Linked DNA regions of Pan troglodytes: regions 1 and 3 are each linked to region 2. Evidence: chromatin contacts called from public Hi-C and HiChIP or PLAC-seq data. All regions are on one chromosome and are shown on one strand. The core of a region is the stretch at or near the end of the contact, and the rest is flanking DNA. Distances in the headings are between cores, read along the strand shown. Region 1 overlaps NF2 (NF2, moesin-ezrin-radixin like (MERLIN) tumor suppressor). Region 2 holds the start of HORMAD2 (HORMA domain containing 2). Region 3 holds the start of NF2 (NF2, moesin-ezrin-radixin like (MERLIN) tumor suppressor).

Region 1 (4,235 bases), core at 215-2,714, 430 kb after region 2:
ATCTCTTGAACCCGGGAGGTAGAGGTTGCAGTGAGCCGAGACTGCGTCATTGCACTCCAGCCTGGGCAACAAGAGCAAAACTCTGTCTTAAAAAAAAAAAAAAATACAGCTTAGAGATGATGAACTAGATCATTATGAAGTCATCCAAACATTAACTGAGCAACAGAATAAAATGTGTCCATCATGGCAACCCTTTGTTTCAAGGAACCTCCAGAGATGCCCCACAAAATACTTGAAGCACAGTCTGTAAACCACTGCCTTTAAATCTTCTAACAATTCCATTCACCCCTGTAAAGCTTGAACCATCTGCTCTCCAGAGTGAATTTCAAGACATAAACACGCCATGTGACAGGCTACAAGGCTCCATTAACATGTGTCATGATGTATTTCCCTTGAGCAGCAAGTTCCACGGCTCCTGATGCCCCCAGTCTAATATCCATTTGGCCTACACTCAGCTATCATTAAAATTCACTTTGCTAAGAATCATGAAAAACATACAAAAAGTTTTGCTGTCTTTGACACATAACTCTCCATGCTCCTGCCCAAATTCTAGATGGCAATGCCAAGGAGATTCAAAATCTGGTCTACGACACCCTCACTGACAGTGGCCCCCAGTGGCACTTAGATGCTCATGATCATTGGGAATTACCATTGAACTTACAACCAGCAGGGATTCCCATGTGATTATTTAGATTACAGTGTACATATGTGAACACAATTCGAACACTTAAGCTTTGAGTCAAACTGATAAAAAAAAAAAAATAGGAAGCTTTCATTATTTATTATGCTCAGGTAGGCAAGTGGAGGGGGCATCATTTGGGGTAAGAATTAGACATTGACTTACTTTGAAGTTCAGGTGTCTTTTAGGAGTTACTGACAAAAGCATATGGTCCTGCTCCCCGCCTGCCTTTCATGGCTAGGTAGGCAGGTCAGTAAGCAAGTGTATCCTTGTGTGAACATATGAACCCATGCAGAGGGCAGTTCCTTTAGACAATATTCATTTCCAAGCCACATTAAAATTGCCAGGAGCCCAGCTTTCTTGGCCATGTGTCAGAAGCCCCAGAGAATCCTGAGGACAAAATGGACATTCTTTCACCCTGGGGACCAGGCACTCTCTATTCCTTAGATCATATTAATGATTACTTCATGTCAGACTATGGTGTTCCTCAAAAAGACTTTTAAAAATTCCCTAAAGAACACAAGCCCCAATACTCTCTAAAAGACACAAATTGGTTATTTTTAAGTATATGAAGATAACAGTAATTTTTATTCATGAAGTTTTTATTCATAAACTGAAAGGCATAAAGCCAGAAGCAATCAGGCTGGTAACAATGGGTAAAGAAGCCAGGGCCAGCAGCAGTCTAATCCTGGTAACTTCTGCTTGCCCAGGAGAGCCTGTGAGGAGTAGGAAACTGGTAGCATCTCTACGTCCTGCTTTCTGCATGACTTAATTCAGGAATGTGCCCCCTTCTCTACTATACAGCTACAGCGCCCCAGTGATGAGCTAGGCGCCTGCTCAGGGAAAAACTGGAAAGCTCACGTCAGCCCCACCAGTTTCATCGAGTTCTAGCCCAACCTTCTTGTCCATTTTGAGCCAGGCCACTGTGTCCTTGATTGTGTACTGCAGTCCAAAGAACCAGGTTTCTCGGAGCCCCAGAGTCCGGCACACCAAATCAAAGAGGTCCTTCCCTTTCCACTTCATCTGCAATAACAAACCAATGGGGAAGGACACTGTGAGCAAAAATCATTAATAAAACCTTTTCTCTGCACTCTCCACTCTCAGGTTCCAAAACGTGGGGATGACACTAAGATAGCTGATGAGGACTGAATTCCTAAATAATTTTAAAGCTTCCTTTACAAACCCATGAGTGGGAAAATACCAATTAGAGCTTAATGGCTTAATCACTGCAAAGCATACACAATACATCCCTTGGACAGTTCCTTACGGATTTTAACATCCCCAAAGCTGCTAATTTAGGAAAGCTGGTAAATAAGCATCCTCATTTAGGAGAGTCTAGCCTCTTAAGTTAACTCGGGGAGATGGCTAGCTTCTAGGGACATTCATTCCCTTGAAATTTTGTTGTTGATTTTTTTTTTAAATCATTACTTTGCCCTTTGATAAAAGGCTAGTATTCCTTTAAATAAGACTGGTTTTACTACAAGTTTTTTTTTAATATAAAGAAATTATAATCAAAGTCATAAATCATGGAGAAAAAGAACCATGAGAGACCAGACAGTCCAATCACAGGTCTGTCCTGTCGAGGATGCCTAACTGAGGCCAAAGGGGAAGCTACTCACCCAGTCACCCAGAGCAAATTCAAACTCCTGGTATCTAAACCCAGGTGATGAAAAGACATCAATATACTGTAGTGTGTTTATCCTATAGCCTCACTTTCAAAAGAACCTGAAGCAATGGCTACTAATCTCTTTTCTCAGCTATTCCATCTGCTATGTGGAAAAGCAAGTTCAATGTCTTAAGGGAAGAGAATGGCTGGCAGCTTAGTAAATGTTGCCACCTAGTGGCTTTCAAGTTAAACCACCAGGATGTTCCCATACAACCCCTTAGTTGCTGCTTGCCCCCTCCTTGCCCCAACCACCCCTAAATATCAGATGGACATTCAAATACAAACTCGAGTGCATTAGGATCATATGAGATGCATCATAGAAATGGTGGTCATGAAAGAGTAATCTTTCGACAGACATGGGAAAAATGAGACCACTCAATTGCAGAAGCATCCGTCCCTTCCTGCCCTCATTAGAAATCTCCACTCAAAGTCTTGGCACACTGAAGATGTATAATGAAAAGGAATGAAAAAAATTCTTAGGCAGCCGGGCGCGGTGGTTCACACCTGTAATCCCAGCACTTTGGGAGGCTGAGGCAGGCGAATCATGAGGTCAGGAGATCGAGACCATCCTGGCCAACATGGTGAAACCCTGTCTCTAGTAAAATACTAAAAAATTAGCCAGGTGTGGTAGCGCATGCCTGTAGTCCCAGCTACTCGGGAGGCTGAGGCAGGAGAATCACTCGAAACCGGGAGGCGGAGGTTGTAGTGAGCCGAGATCATGCCACTGCACTCCAGCCTGGCGACAAAGCAAGACTCCATCTCAAACAAACAAAAAATCTTAGGGTTTAGAGACTTGCTATAAAACCAAGAAGGGAAAAAGAAGTTAGACCTCTGATACCTGATTGGTTTTTGCTAAAACCTGATTCTACAGGGGAGTTTTCAAGTAGGCTTTTCATTTTTAACACATATGAATGAACAGTGGGTTCTCTACAAGGTACTCAACAGGAAAGCCCATTCCTTCTCTGTGTTTGCAGTCAAAGTCAAGCAAAGCAGCAACCTAGATGGAAGAATATCAGGACCACAGCAGACAAGTAGCTGAGATGCATACTGGCTTTTATCTTTTAGCAGGGCCGTTTCTCCTATCTGTCCTTCAACTTCTGCCCTGTCTCCTCTCTGACTATAGTGGGGCCACTGGAACACTATAAAGATTGAGGTCTTTAGGGATTATTTTGAGAAGAATAAAAGAAAATGATGAGTTTTATTTTTAACAGATGATCTCCTTCCTCGTTTTTAAGGCTGAGTAATGGGCACATCCATTTCCCAGTCTGACAATAGGACAAAAGGCTTTTTAATTCACCAAAAGTTTTAATTCCTACAGGCAGACTTCACTGAAGAAATGTTATTTTGGAAAACTAGAAGCTTCAGGATGCTGATTATCCTCTTGTCTCTATTTTAAGGCAGCTCTAGTATATAAATTATAAATGACTACCTTGCTACAAGATAATGTAACATTAAAGAACAGGCATTAACTTGGAAAAGGTAAACACCCAAGGGTTGAGAAGATCAAGGTAACGATTCCCAATCTGCCATAACTCATGGTCATGGCTGGGCTGGGCTTTGGCAAGAAGGGGCTGTCTGTAAGTGGGGTGTGCAGTGCAGAGAAACAAAAGCTGCCAAGGGAATGATGAGTGAATTTCCTGACATGGGAGTTTAAATTCTCCAGCATAAAATTGTATTAATGCAGTTTTCCTGTATTCCCTTCTACTTTGTTTTTAAAATGCAAAACTGTCTTTGTTGAATGCAAAAAGACAATGTATTTGTCCCCTTGGCACTTGCAATACAGTGAGAAGTGCATCAACTCTGACACCAATTCAGAATGCCCTACTTAGATTTTTAACTTTGACACAAAGGATCGTAGACTGTCAAGAGTTGGAAATGAGCATGAGTAAT
Region 2 (3,974 bases), core at 1,332-3,831:
TTTTTGTAGAGTTGGGCGGGCGGGTGGAGGGGGGGGGGTCTCACTATGTTGCCCAGACTGGCCTCGAACTCTTGGCATCTCAAAGTTTTGGGATTACACATATGAGACACCACACCACACCTTCAATTGCCCTATTTTATATGGTGGCACAATTACTTCCTATTTTACCCCTACTACGTGTGAGTCCAAGATTCACATAAAGATTAGCCAGCTGCTGTTTAGTTTACTAAGGCCTAAACCACTTTTTTAACCATTCCAAGTGAAGCAAAAGCCAAAGTTTTATTACATTTTCCCAAATATAATCATAGTTGATTTATGAAGGCTCTCTACCCATCTTTCTCAATCTTCAAAAACCATTTTTTACAAGAAAATCCCTTTTCTATCAGGTGAACACTATCCAATAGCTGGATTCTGAAATGCAACTATATTACCTTCCTTACACATGCATGTTGTTAAGAATGGCTTTACTCAAAAGAAGTGTACGTTAACATAAATGGGTTCAATAGATTCCTAAAGCTGGAAGGGAGCACAGACATCTTCCAACCCCTTTGATTTAAAGAAGATCCAATTCTGTGGAGGAAGAATCTTTTTTTCAGCAAATGATGCTGAAACAAAAGGACATCTGGGGGGTGGGGGGAAGAACAGAGAATTAAAAGAAACTTAACCTAAATCTCACACTGTATACAAATATTAATGCAAAATGGATCATGGATTTAAACCTAAACATAAAACTATAAAGAAAAGGGGCCAGGTGCAGTGGCTCACACCTGTAATCCCAGCACTTTGGGAGGCCGAGGTGGGAGGATCACGAGGTCAAGAGATCGAGACTATCCTGGCCAACATGGTGAAACCCTGTCTCTACTAAAAATAAAAAAAATAAAAAAAATTAGCTGGGCGTGGTGGTGCACACCTGTAGTCCCAGCTACATGGGAGGCTGAGGCAGGGGAATCGCTTGAACCCGAGAGGTGGAGGTTGCAGTGAGCTGAGATTGCATCACTGCACTCCAGCCTGGCACAGAGCTCGACTCCGTCTCACAAAAAAAAAAAGAAAAAAGAAAAGTGAGGCTAAGCAAGGGAACTTGGTTTGCCAAAGTTCGCCCAATTACTTAGACCTTCCAACAGAGCTTGCTTCAATAAATTATTCACCATTTTAACAAATTCCATTTGGCCCTGGTAATTCCCCTACCTGTGCTCATTCAGAGAAAAAGGCTTCCACTATATTAATTGAGTATTTGTTCATGCTCTTTTGACTTTTTAATATCTTTTTCATGCTATTTCAATTATTCATTCATTCAACATCTACGAGGCAACTACAATGTGCCAGGCAACAACATGCAGGATTACGAGATGTAAAATACTGTTCCTACCTCAACAGATTGATGGTCCAATGGAGGAGAAATTAGATTATGATCCTGCTGAGATTAAAAACCCCTTTAGGGGCCAGAACCACCCCTCATTTCTACCAGCTGAGTACACGATGTACTGCACAGCCTGTCCAGTGCCCTGCGTACTCGGACACATTTTGGCGACTGGCTAATCCTGAGGTTCAAGACTCTCTCCCTCTGTTTAGGGAACTAAAGTCCATAGGGATTAATTGGCAAATCCTCACTAAAGTGAAAGGGGAGCTGACGTCAAGGGGGGCAGGGTGTCTTGTCCCCACCTCTCTCACCTCTTGGCCTGTACCAGGCATCGATCCTGGCAGAAAACCTCAATGGCTGGGGAGAATCTGACCCAGGTAAGATAAACTTCCCCAAAGCTCCACCACACACGGCCCCCTCCAATGTCGGGCACAGACATCGTCTGCCCTGCCAGCCTCATCATGGCTCATTATGGCTGCTGCTTGCTCAGCAAGTTTGATTTCATGTCCAGAAAAATCTGAATTTCAAAACTACCTGGGTGCTCTCTGTCCAGTTCTGGGGGAAATCGCCTCCCTTTTGCCTTCCTCCTCAGCCCCCTGCCCTCCCGATTCTCTTCACAGTACTTTAGGCCCTCACGAAATATGATACTTTCAAATCCAACTTAAAGCCTTAAGTAATAAGGAAAGAAAAAAAATTGTTTTTTGACATAAAGACAGAACTAACAACGCCCGAGTGCCCTCTCTGGGCCGAGACCTCGCGTCTCAACAGCCCTCACCTCAGCTCGTCGACGCTTCCCTCCCACCGGGGGTCAACGGCCTTTTCCGGCCCAAACCGGCTCCTCGGCTCATGAATAGTCAACGAGGCCTTTCTGGGCGGGACCAGAGGCTTCCTCATGAATAATTCATGACCCGTCCACGGCTAGCCGGGGCGACCGGCCTCGCTAGACTTCATGAATATGCAAAGCAGGGGCGAACGGCGGCTAGCCGGCCCCTAGCCCGCCCGGCCCCTCAGCAGCCGCCTCTCAGCCACGGGCTGCACACTGACCCGACGCGACCTTCGGTCAGGGGCCGCCAGCCTGGGCCACCTATACAACGACAGCCTGCTCTGGGGCTTCCTGAGGAGGTGCCTGCCCCGCCGAGGTTAGGACCCGAGGGACCGTGGGGCTCGGGCGGGCCAGGACGCCAGGCCGGCGGGTCCCAGAGAGGTCTGAGGCGGGCGCGGGGCGGCGTAGGGGAGGGAAGCGAGAGCCTGGGGGGCCCAGGGACCCGAGTTAGAAGAAGGCCCGAGAAGTGCGGCGCGGTGGCTCCACTTGGGATCCCAGCACTCTGGGAGGCTGAGGCGGGCGCGTCACTTGAGGTCAGGAATTCGAGACCAGCCTGGCCAACATGTTGAAAACCCGTCTCTACAAAAAATACAAAAATTAGCTGGGCGAGGTGGCGCGCGCCTGTAGTCCCAGCTACTTGGGAAGCTGAGGCACGAGAATCGCTTGAGCCCAGGAGGCTGAGGTTGCAGTGAGCCGAGATTCCGCCATTGCACTCCAGCCTGGGCGACAGAGCGAGACTCCGTCTCAAAAAAATTTTAAAAAGTACAAAAATTAGCTGGGCCACCTGACGTGCGCCTGTAGTCCCAGCTGCTCGGGAGGCTGAGGTAGGAGGATCGCTTGAGCCGGGGAGTTTGAGGTTGCAGTGAGCCAAGATCGTACCATTGCACTCCAGTCTGGGCAACAGAGGGAGACCCTGTCTCAAAAATAAAAAAAAAGAAAAGAAAGAAAAAAGACATAAGGCCAGAGCTTTCCAATACTTGAGGGCATCTGCAACCTCTTCATCCCTACCCTGGACCTGACTGCATTCTTTTTAACATTAATTTGTAATTATGCAAATAAAACATAAATATATTCTCCTTTGTGCCCTACCCCTAATCTCAGTTTTTTCTGCCCTGGTAACTGTGGGAGCAGTTGGGGGTGTGGCTCCTTGGATCGTTTCTCACCTGTTTAGGTAGATATTTCGTATCCTGTGGTGCTTTCCAAAGGCTCCTGGAGTCCCATGAACCTCCCCAAGGGGATTTCCCAAGAGAGTAGATGAAAGAGTGAGCCAGTTGAAACCTGTTCTTATTTTGTTTCTGCAGGAAAGAAAAAAAAAAACTATTCAAGTTGGCGAGAACATGAGTTTAGAACATAATGACTAAAACTGAAATTTGGGCTGAAATATTCTTTTAGTGCAAGTTTTCTCAACCTTCTCCCCACCCCCACCATCATAACAACCAAAAATTTCTCTAGACTTTGCCAAATGTCCCATGGGGTGTGCAAAATTGCCCTCTGTTGAGAACTACTGCGTTCACCCTATACTTTCCGGAAGTAACTGCTTTTTAAGCTCCAACCACACAGATGGTTTGTCTGCACCAGCCCTTCTCAGCCTCCGCATTTACCAGCCTCTCTGGCTGGATCACTAGGCCCTCTGTGCTGGCTGTTCTAATTTTCTTCTGCCTTCAGATCTGAGCTCAGTCAACTGCTACCATATCCAAAGACTTACCCCTCTCTGCCCTATACTATTGGCAGTCTACCCCACCAGCAAACACAGTTATTCGTTATTCTGTTTCTTTCATAGAATTTCTCTCAATC
Region 3 (4,386 bases), core at 1,030-3,529, 470 kb after region 2:
ACCTCACTAAGCTAGGAGTGGGTAAGGAGGGAATGATCTTGGTTCAAATACCATATCCTCTCATCTTTCTTACCGAATTTGTAGATTTTCTTGAATAGGTGTTTCTTCATTTGTTGTTTGCCCTCAGGACCATTGCCGGAGGGTTTAAATAGTTGATTTTAAAAAAGAATTTTTGGGCCAGGCGTGGTGGCTGCATCTGTAATCCCATCACTTTGGGAGGCCAAGGTGAGTGGATTGCTTGAGCTCAGGAGTTCAAGATCAGCCTGGGCAACATGGCAAAACCCTGTCTTTACAAAAATTAGCGAGGTGAGGCTGGGCGCGGTGGCTCACACCTGTAACCGCACCACTTTCCCACCACTTTGGGAGGCCCAGGTCGGCTGGTCACGAGGTCAGGAGTTCGAGATCAGCCTGCCCAATATGGTGAAACCCTGTCTCTACTAAAAATAGAAAAATTAGCTAGACGAGGTGGCGCACGCCTGTAATCCCAGCTACCTGGAAGGCTGAAGCAGGAGAATCACCTGAACCTGGGAGGTGGAGGTGGCAGTGAGCCAAGATCGTGCCATTGCACTCTAGCCCGGTGCACTCTGGGTGACAGAGCGAGACTCCGTCTCAAAAAAAAAAAAAAAAATTAGCCAGGTGTGGTGGCACACGCCTGTGGTCCCAGCTACTCGAGAGGCTGACGCAGGAGGACTGACTGAGCCAGGGAGGTTGGTCAGGGTTGCAGTAAGCCATGATCACACTACTGCATGCCAGCCTCGGTGACAGAGTGAGATTCTGTCTCAAAACGAAACAAAACAAAAAAGAATTTTCACCAGTTTTACAGAGGAATGGGTTCCTTAAAGCTGTCATGCTGGAAGCTGATCTTATCTAAGGCTGCTTTTGTGTTACAATGGTAGAGTTGAAGAGTTGAATAACTCCAACAGAGATTCTCTAGTCTACAAAGTTGAAAATATTTACTATGTGGTCCTGTACAGAAAAAGCATGCCAACCCTTGCTTACTGCTGCCAATGCTGCTGGTCCACAAACCACACTTTTAGCAGCAAGAACTTAAATTACTTGAGAAGCAGTACTGTACGGGCTGTGAGCTTGGTTCAAAACCCCACCTTGCCATTTACTAGATAAATGGGTTTGTTCTGAGGATTAAATGTGCAAATGTCTGGCACTTTGAAAGTACTGAACAATTGATAGCTGTTACCATCATGTTGGAAACTATGTGGAAAGTAAGTATGAGATGTTATATCGTTCTTCAAAGGGTTTTTTTTTCCAGAATATGCAAGCTTTAGAAAAGGGAAACAAGTATTGGCTTTCCAATAAACAAGACGCAACTTCTAATACCTGGGTACATAACAATATTACCTAATGAAAGAATAAACTTTCAAGCGTTTAAGCGTAAGCCTAACTTAAGCCTGACACTGAAATCCTGAATTTTCTATCACAGGAGCATCCAGCTTCTTCCAATAACAATGAATGAAAATAACCTTCAGAAAATGCCAAAACCCAAAAGTCCTATGAAAAAAAGCAGCAATCATCTTTAACATGAGGTTTTGGGCCTAGTTGGCCCTTCCGGTTCTGCCCGTCTCTAGCTACACCCATAAGATGATATAAAGAGAACCTCTCGAGCTTCCACCTCGACTGTCACCGCAGCAGTCGGGGCTGCCGGCCGGTTACCTCGCAATTGAACTCCATCTCGGCGTCCATGGTGACGATCCTCACGGTGAACGTCTTGGGTTGCTTCCTCTTGAGAGAGCTGAAGCTCATGCGGGAAGCGATGGCCCCGGCCATGGCGCGGGGCTCAGGCCCGGGACCCTCGCGCCCCACGGCCTGCACTCTGAGCCCTTTAGCCTCCCTGGAGTTGCTGCACAGGCCTCAGGGCCACCATGGTGGCCGGCTGGCCGGCCCGGGAACGGTCTGGGCTGCGCGGGTCCCCAGCGGCCAGCATGGGCCGCGAGGACCCTGCCCGGGCGGAAAGGGGAATTGGGGGGCGGGCCCTGACGGCTGCAGGGAGGGCACAGGAGCCGGGACCTTCGGTGCAGGCGCGACCCGGCACTCCGGGATTCGGGCCGGAGATGCCGAGGACGCCTCGGGACGGGAACCCTAGACGGCAGCGGCCCAGACTCCGCGCGCCTCTCAGCGGCCGACTAGGGTCACGGGGCCGCGCTGCATCGGGCGCGTACGCGCGCGCGTGGCTGTCACCGTCCTCACTCCGCGCGCCCGCGGGAAGCGTACCCTCCCTACAGCCCGGGGCCTGCTCCCGGCCCCGCCCTCAGGTCGCCCAGACCACTACGCGCAGCGCAACCGAACCGGAGGCTGACGCATAGATGCTGCGATTGGCTGGGAAGGCCAAGGTAGGCAGGACTTTCCCGCTCCGTCCCGCCTCCTTTGGGGTGACTCCACCAATGGAAAGTTTCACTCTAACTGCAAAAAAGCAGGCCTGGGCTCGGCGTTGAGTGGCTACAGTGGCAGTCACTCCGAATGCTTTTGTGCCTACTCTAACAAGACTGGTTGAGGCGGCGGACCTCTGCTGGCCTTACCCGGGAAACCACGTAGAGGCTGGATCCGGGGCGCGGGAATTGGGTCCTTCGTTGGCCCAGGGAGGGACTCTTTCGGTTTAAGTAGGCTCCGAGTGTGGCGCCCCAGGGGACTGCGTTTCGGACACACGGCGAATATTCTTCTTTGGCAGTTAATCACATATACCGACCCCTATGAAACTTTCAAGACACTTGTGGAGGCCTGTTAGGTTTGCTGGCACTTTTCCGCCAGATCTCTCTGCTTCCCTTTAGAATTATTATTATTATTATTATTATTATTATTATTATTGGGACGGAGTTTCGCTCTTGTTGCCCAGGCTGGAGTGCAGTGGCGCGATCTCGGCTCACTGCAACCTCCGCCTCCCGGGTTCAAGCGATTTTCCGGCGTCAGCCTCCCGAGTAGCTGGGATTACAGGTATGCGTCACCACGCCCGGCTAATTTTGTATTTTTAGTAGAGACGGGGTTTCTCCATGTTCGTCAGGCTGGTCTCGAACCTCAGGTGATCCGCCCGCCTCGGCCTCCCGAAGTGCTAGGATTACAGGCGTGAGCCACCACGCCCCGCCTATAATTATTATTGGTTATACCTACCTCGTGAGGTTGTTGAATTTCAGCGCACTGAATACATATAAGGCTTTAGAGCTGAGCCTGGCATCCTATGAAATTGCTGAATTTGGGTTGAAAATGAAAGCATTCTTTATTTTATACTCTATGATGCCCATTTTTGAACCATATTCATGTATTATTTATTTAGTGTCATCAAGGGTTCTAACGGGTGTAGGGGGGATAATTACACCTTTCTGTACTTAGATAAATTCTATTTTAAAATAGCTCTTAGTAGTCAAATAGGGACAATTTACTGTGTTTTTTCATTTGTTTTTTGTTTTGAGACAGAGTTTCACTCTTGTTGCCCAGGCTGGAGTACAATGGGGCGGTCTCGGCTCTCTGCAACCTCCGCCTCCCGGGTTCAAGCAATTCTCCTGCCTCAGCCTCCCCAGTAGTTGGGATTACAGGCGCCCGCCACCACGCCCGGCTAATTTTTGTATTTTTAGTAGGGACAGGGTTTCACCATGTTAGCCAGGCTGGTCTCAAACTTCTGACCTCAGGTGATCTGCCCACCTTGGCCTCCCAAAGTGTTGGGATTACAGGCGTGAGCCACCGCGCCCGGTCTACTGAGTTTTAACAACAATAATCACCCCATAAATGTTAGTTAACATTAGCATCACCCCCCCACTCCACAGGTGAAGATACTGAGAGATATGATAGAGCCACTCGCTGACTATAATGCAGATAGTGAAAGGCAAAGCTAGGACTCAAACCCAGGTCTGTCCCACCCAGAGCCTGCTGGTTAGCACTGTGCTGCCCTGCTTCCAAATTCTCCCTACTACAGCCTCAGGAAATGTGAATTACAGTTCCAGAGTACTCAGCAGACATTGTTGCTGTAACGGTATATTAATGGAATAAATCTAGTTCTTCTGCACGGACCCCTGCTGTTCCTGGTAGCACCGGCCAGGCTTCAGGAATGATTTGCTGCCACACCCAGTGAGGCTGCTGTGGGGACTTTATGTCCTGCCTTCTGCTAGCAAATTCTCCCCACCAAAACTGATTGTTCAGGGCAGTATGGGCTTGGCATGGGAGTGTCTTCATTATCATTGCTTCATTTCTTCCCCGCAGGTGGGAGAACCGGGCTGGGTTTTCTGGGCTCCCCACAGGGACAACAAATCGCTGCTGATAAAAATACGTGACACCGGGCCGGGCGCAGTGGCTCACGCCTGTAATCCCAGCACTTTGGGAGGCAGGCAGATCACAAGGTTAGGAGATCGAGACCATCCGGGCTAACACGGTGAAACCCTGTCTCTA

Evidence for each region. A called contact is a pair of places that touch in the nucleus more often than the background predicts. HiChIP or PLAC-seq counts read pairs in DNA pulled down with a chosen protein or histone mark.
Region 1: a Hi-C map of stem cell-derived neural progenitor cells shows a contact between it and region 2, with 8 times the contacts expected there. The contact joins the enhancer-like site here to the promoter of HORMAD2 in region 2. A contact is called at or near these places in 4 of 7 Hi-C or Micro-C datasets (blood, induced pluripotent stem cells and stem cell-derived neural progenitor cells) and 1 of 1 other capture datasets (stem cell-derived neural stem cells).
Region 3: a contact with region 2 is called in an H3K4me3 HiChIP or PLAC-seq map of stem cell-derived excitatory neurons, with 12 times the contacts expected there. The contact joins the promoter of NF2 here to the promoter of HORMAD2 in region 2. A contact is called at or near these places in 1 of 7 Hi-C or Micro-C datasets (stem cell-derived neural progenitor cells) and 1 of 1 datasets of contacts at active chromatin or transcription factors (stem cell-derived excitatory neurons).

The regions. Positions count from the first base shown.
Region 1 is chr23:31,773,665-31,777,899 of NHGRI_mPanTro3-v2.0_pri, reverse strand. The region is part of intron 1 of NF2 (NF2, moesin-ezrin-radixin like (MERLIN) tumor suppressor); the gene reads right to left. Among named protein-coding and RNA genes, the nearest start is that of NF2, 37 kb to the right of the region's middle. Within about 2 kb of position 1,464, at least 1 of the 24 cell types and tissues checked has an H3K27ac peak or open chromatin away from gene starts, as enhancers often do. A contact at or near this core is called in stem cell-derived neural progenitor cells, where this site is marked.
Region 2 is chr23:32,208,476-32,212,449 of NHGRI_mPanTro3-v2.0_pri, reverse strand. It overlaps HORMAD2 (HORMA domain containing 2), which reads right to left and starts at 2,581. Exons shown (of 12, transcript XM_063808134.1): 1 at 2,133-2,581. LOC134809720 (a long non-coding RNA gene) reads left to right here and starts at 2,360. Exons shown (of 5, transcript XR_010156102.1): 1 at 2,360-2,496.
Region 3 is chr23:31,736,502-31,740,887 of NHGRI_mPanTro3-v2.0_pri, reverse strand. It overlaps NF2 (NF2, moesin-ezrin-radixin like (MERLIN) tumor suppressor), which reads right to left and starts at 2,279. Exons shown (of 15, transcript XM_063807670.1): 1 at 1,669-2,279. The coding sequence starts at 1,782.